2 separate regions of the Mus musculus genome follow, and region 2 is linked to region 1. Evidence: chromatin contacts called from public Hi-C data. All regions are on one chromosome and are shown on one strand. Each heading gives the region's core, a stretch centred on a gene start, on an enhancer-like site or on the middle of the called end of the contact. The rest is flanking DNA. Distances are from core to core; before and after follow the strand shown.

What was found. A called contact is a pair of places that touch in the nucleus more often than the background predicts.
Region 2: a contact with region 1 is called in a Hi-C map of Th1 cells, with 5 times the contacts expected there. The contact joins the promoter of Kcnn4 here to the promoter of Bcl3 in region 1. A contact is called at or near these places in 3 of 39 promoter capture datasets (cranial neural crest, frontonasal cranial neural crest and maxillary cranial neural crest) and 1 of 484 Hi-C or Micro-C datasets (Th1 cells).

Annotation. Positions count from the first base shown.
Region 1 is chr7:19,821,436-19,824,177 of GRCm38.p6, forward strand. It overlaps Bcl3 (B cell leukemia/lymphoma 3), which reads right to left and starts at 1,320. Exons shown (of 9, transcript NM_033601.3): 1 at 1,002-1,320. The coding sequence starts at 1,242.
Region 2 is chr7:24,368,714-24,371,733 of GRCm38.p6, forward strand. Kcnn4 (potassium intermediate/small conductance calcium-activated channel, subfamily N, member 4) reads left to right here and starts at 1,550. Exons shown (of 9, transcript NM_008433.4): 1 at 1,550-1,882. The coding sequence starts at 1,724.

The DNA of each region.
Region 1 (2,742 bases), core at 70-2,569:
AATTAGCTGAAGGAATAAATGACAAGCTAATATCTGGGTGTAGGGGATCTGGGGAGTTGGGGCTGTCAGAAAACTTGTCCTTTAGAACCCTTTTGGATGACAACGTTGGGAAGGGTCATTGCACAGATGGGGAAATGGAGGGCAGGGTTCTCATCAGATGGAGAAGGTCTCTTGTTACATAGTGTCCTCCTGCTGGAGCATGATAGGTAGTAGCTGAAGAACCTGGAGGGCCCAGAGACCTCAGCAGCGCTGGGGTATTTAGCAGATAGTAATGTGCCTACTGCAGGTGGATGTCCCTTCCTGGATATAAAAGTTGAAGAGAAAGGTATCCGGTTTCTTGCTGTCTGACCAGCTCTGGGGTTCCCTTTCTAAAGTCCCCCCTTCCCAGGTCCCCGAATCCCTCTCCTTGGACCGAAGCCCTTCAGTTTCTAAATTCCTTGTGTTCCCTCTCTTAGAACCCTCAGTCCCCAAGCCTGCCCCTAGGGCCACCTGACCCAGGGACACTTGTGAGTGCTCACAACTAGCCTGCAGAATGCAGTCACTATCGCCCTAAGACCTCGGTTCCCAGGATTTTAACCTACCGTATCAGCCTCCTTGGATCCTGGGTCCATTTCTATTCATCTCCCCATATCTGCTTACCAGAACCCCAGTTTCCAAGGTCCGAGTGACGATTATTCATAGTTCTGAACATCTGGTCTCTCCCAACCAGATATTCTGCGTCTCTGGAGTGTCTTGGGATCCCATATCTGCGACACTGGACGCTGTCTTCTGACCCCCATTCCCCAAGGCCATTTGACCCTTGGGCACCTGCCTGGGTGAACTTCTTGGCACGCCCATGGCTGAGCTCCAGGGCCTCTCAACCTCTTTCCTAGCTGTCTTTGGGTCATCAACTTGCACCCTGGAGTCCCAGCTACCAGGAACCCCAACTATTTGTGTCCTGTGTTCTGCTGACCTTAGGTGGCCCCCACCCGGCCCTGACTTTCATGGGGGAGGCCACTCACCCTGGTAGTAAAGGGCCTCCGGCCTGGCCACACAGTGGGGGGGCCCAGGGACAACCGGGACGTCGCAGCCGCTGCGCAGGGCGTCCAGGGGTCCAGCGGGGCTGCGCGTGGTTGCGGGCTCTGGGGACGCGGGGCGCAGCGGGCGTTTGCGGAGTGGCAGCGCGGCGCCCGGGGTGCCCTTGGGCCGGGTGCGCAGGTCCACGGGCCCCTCGTCCATGGCCCCCGCGGGGCATCGGGGCATCGGGCCGCCCGGAGACGCCGGGGCGTGCGGCGAGCTCGGCACGGGAAGGCGGTCTCGCCGGGCAGCGGGACTTCCCCTGCCGCCGACTGAACTGAAGGGACTTTTGTCAGTCGGGGCGGCGCCCGCCTCCCGCCTCCCCGCCCCCGGGCCCCCGGGGCCACCCGTCCGCCCCAGGGGTTTCCTGGACCCGCGTCTCGGAGGCGGAGCTCCTGGTCCCCACCCGCCACTCTGCTCATTGTGCCTCTGGCCGGGAGCTCTGTCTGGGTCTGAGTCCTTGAGATTCTCACATCTTCTGTCTGTCTCTCGCTTTGTTAGACTGGAGCTCCTGTAGCCCAGGCTAGTCTCGAACTCACTATGTAGTAGAGGGTGGTCTTGAACTTCTGTTCCTCCTGTTTCAACCTCCTGAGTGCTGAAATGACACTTGCACTACTGTGCCTTGATCTATTTGTCTGTCTGTCTATCTATCTATCTATCTATCTATCTATCTATCTATCTATCTATCTATCTATCTATCTTTCCAGCCAGCCAGCCTGCCTTCCTTCCTTCCTTCCTTTCTTTTTTTCTTGGACCATGGATCGAAGGCTAGCCTTAAATTTGCTGTGTAGCGGAAGATGACCTTGAACTCCTGATCCTCCCTCCTCTACCTCCCATCTCGCCTGGGACACCATAACCGGCAAACGTTTCTGTTGGCTGGTGGGGGGGGGGGGAGGCTCCTGCGTGCTAGGGATCCATACTTCTAAGCCCCTCCCCCAAATCCCCCATCTCTGAATCTCTTGGCTGTGTCTGGCGATCGCTTCTACTTTTGTGAGCACCTTCCCCTCCCACTGGTCCCATCTTTCCTTTAGTATTTCTGACTCTTTCAGCCATCTCCCTTAGTGCCAACTCTGAAGTCCTTAGAGGCCACAGGGTTGCTAGGGCATGGGTCTGAATCCTGAGTCCTACTTCCTCTTGGGTGACCTTGGCCATGCACTTCTCCCTCTGAGCCGTTTCCTTTTTGCAATGCTGGAGCCTAGGAGCTTGTGCACTTGAGCGATCTCCCAGCCCTCTTTGCGTTCCGTTTTAAGACTAAGCTGTTCGGACTGGCTTTGCCTTTGTTCTGTAGCCCAGGATGGCTTAGAACCTGAATCTTCCTGTCTGAGGTGGGATGCAGGTCTGCACCATCAGGGTGAGCCCAGACTCACTCTTTGTGCGAGAGAAAAGCCCAGCCCAAGGCAGAGACTGGTTCTTGGCAGAAAGTAGCCACCCTCTGCCTTCCTCATGCCTCCTAACTCGCAGGGCACAGGATAGCTAGGGGTGCAGGAGAGCTCTGAATGTGTCTCCTTGCCAGGTCCCTGCACCCAGCCAGAGGCCTCAAAGAACGAAACGCCAATGAATCCCAGATGCAGAGAGAGAGAGGAGATTTGGAGACAGATCCTGAGAGATGCAAGTGTAGATAGGGAGAGTTAAGAGTTTGGACCAGCAGGCCTCACTTAGGGCTCAAGGCCAGACAACTGTGGGGGT
Region 2 (3,020 bases), core at 300-2,799, 4.5 Mb after region 1:
TTACTTATATCAGGATATATGCCCACGCTGAGGGCCTTTCTCTTCCCTGAGTGTGGTGTTTGTGTGGCCATGCACATGGGAGTATAACGGGTATGTGTATTGTGCGTGATGTTGGATTGATGGTGTGCTAATCTGGACGTTGGTGTTCTTGTGGGTCCGAATCCAACCCCATCCCCTCCAAAGGGTTCATATCATCCTGGACTGTGTCCTGTGTGGCTAGAATGTCCTAGAATGTCCAACGCTGGGTAGGCGTTGCTTGCACACTTCCATTGACTGTTCTCTGTGCTAAGGTATGCAGAGTGTCAAGTGCACCAGTGTATGTCAGGATCAATGTCAGGTGTGTGTGTGTGTGTGTGTGTGTGTGAGTCCCACACACAATGATGTGAGCTAGTGTGCATTTCCTGTTTTCTGGGCGCTGGATGACAGTGTCTGCCACCACAGGTGTTTACACATATGGGGCATCTCTCTGTGTTTCACATTCACACCCCCTTGTGTGTCTGTTGACGCATGTGTGTTGTGCCTGGTGATTCTTACAAATTGGTGTGCTCAGACCTGCTGTGTATTTGTGTGGCTCCTGGTACATGTCCCGTGTGGTCGTTGATGCTTAGCTCTTTGTATCGTAGAATATTATAGTGTTTTACTTGGTTTTGGTTTTGGAAACAGGGTCTCATGTGGCCCAGGCAGACCTTGAACTCATAGTTGACAATGATTGAGACCTGCTGATCCTCCTGGCCCCAGTTTCCTAGTACCAAGAGTCAGGCATGCACCATTGCCCACTTTATGCCATGCTGGGATCTACCTCAGAGAGTCTGTGATTCAAAGGAGCCCACTAACAGCTGCACTCCATCCCTGGTCCCACTTAAAAATTATCATTTAAGATTTATTTTTTTTTATGCGCATGCATGTATGTGAATATCAGCCACATGTGTCAGGGGCTCCCAAAAACCAGGAAAAGGGCGTCATCTCCTGGAGTTGAAGTTACAGGTGGTTTCAAGCCACCCACCCAGCAAGTAGGTGCTAGAAACGGAAGTTATACTCCTCTGGAGAGGAGCGCTCACTTTCACTCGCTGTGCCTGACTTTCCAGCCCCTCCCCCGCCCCACTTTGAATGTGTGACTGCGTGAGCTCAACCTTTGGGTGGCCCCGTGTGCAATGGGACGCTGCTGCCCTGCTAAGTGCTGGCGTGTGTCACACCATGTGTGTGTGTGGTGTCTGGGTGTGGCTGTGGGTTTCTGAACTTTCAGGAGTGTGAGTCACTTCTGTGGAGGTTGTGTGGTGTGTGCTGGTGTGTTGGGCTCCGTCTCCGGTCTGTCATAGGGTGCTCTGTGGTGTCTGGGTGTGGTGGGGGTTTTAGGTGTGTACCACAGAGTGCAAACGGTTGGAGAGTCACAACCTATTGTGTCAGTGTGTCTTTGCCCACGTGGATGAACTCTTCTTCCTTGCCCGGGACCACAAGACACACCCCAGCCCCTCCTTAGTCTTAGAAGGGAATGGGATAGCCAGCCTCCCCCTACCCAGGGACCTCCCCGTCCCTCCCCGCCCTGCCCTGCCTGCTGCAGTTACCACTCCCCAGAGGGCACAGGGCTAGGCTGTGCCTTCCAGCAAAAGTCCCAGAGTGAGCAGAACAGGCCGCTGGCCTGGAAGCCAAGCTGGCTGCCATTTGCGTACTGAGAGGTGGGGGACCCTGGGCAGGAAGCTGGCTGAGCCCCAAGACCTCAGGGGCCATGGGCGGGGAGCTGGTGACTGGCCTGGGGGCCCTGAGACGGAGAAAGCGCCTGCTGGAGCAGGAGAAGAGGGTGGCCGGCTGGGCGTTGGTGCTGGCGGGAACTGGCATCGGACTCATGGTTCTGCACGCTGAGATGTTGTGGTTCCTGGGCTGCAAGGTGAGTGGGGCCTTCCACCGAGCAGGGAAGGGACGGGGAGCCTGGTGTGAGGGAGGAGGGCTGGGGTCTGCACCCCTGGGTCTGAGGGAGGAGGGCTGGGGTCTGCACCCCTGGGTCTGAGGGAAGAGAGCTGGGGTCTGCACCCCTGGGTGTGAGGGAGGAGGGCTGGGGTCTGCACCCCTGGGTCTGAGGGAAGAGGGCTGGGGTCTGCACCCCTGGGTCTGAGGGAAGAGAGCTGGGGTCTGCACCCCTGGGTGTGAGGGAGGAGGGCTGGGGTCTGCACCCCTGGGTGTGAGGGAGGAGGGCTGGGGTCTGGACCCCTGGGTCTGAGGGAGGAGGGCTGGGGTCTGATCCCCTGGGTCTGAGGGAGGAGGGCTAGGGTCTGGACCCCTGGGTCTGAGGGAGGAGGGCTGGGGTCTGATCCCCTGGATCTGAGGGAAGAGAGCTGGAGTCTGCACCCCTGAGTGTGAGGGAAGGGGACTGGGGTCTTACACCCCTGAGTGTTAGAGAGCAAAGCTAGGAGATCTTATACTCCTGGGCATGAGGGAGGAAGGCTGGCATCTTCCACCCCGGGGTGTGAAGAAGAGAGGAGAGCTGGGGTGTGAGGGAGAAAGGTTGGGGTCTGCACCCCTGGGTGTGGGAGAAGAGAGCTGGTCTGGACTCCTGGGTCTAAGGGAGGAGAACTGAGGTCTTACACTTCTTAAGGTCTAAGAGAAGAAGGCTGGGTCTGGACCCCTGGATGTGATGGAGGTAGATGGGGGGTCTGTACCCCTGAAACCTGAGCTAGTGTGATATCGTCCTCCCCCCAGCTCCCCCCAACCTACACACACACACACACACACACACACACACACACACACACGCACACACACGTACGCACACATGGGAGACAGTTCTCAGTGTTAGCCTTTGGGTAAGTGTTATCAGACAGACCACTGGGGGTCTGGGCCTTGTTGAGGCCCATACAAGGCTGATCCTTGATAGCCTAGCTCTGGTGAAGGGAGGGCTGGCAAGGGAGAAAGACGTTGTCATTAGGCGTCTCCTTGCTCCTTATCTAGCCACTGCCATTTACCCAGTGCCACCAGGCAGTGCTCTGAAGTAACTGACAGAGGAGACTGTGGGGAGTGGAGCCTTCACC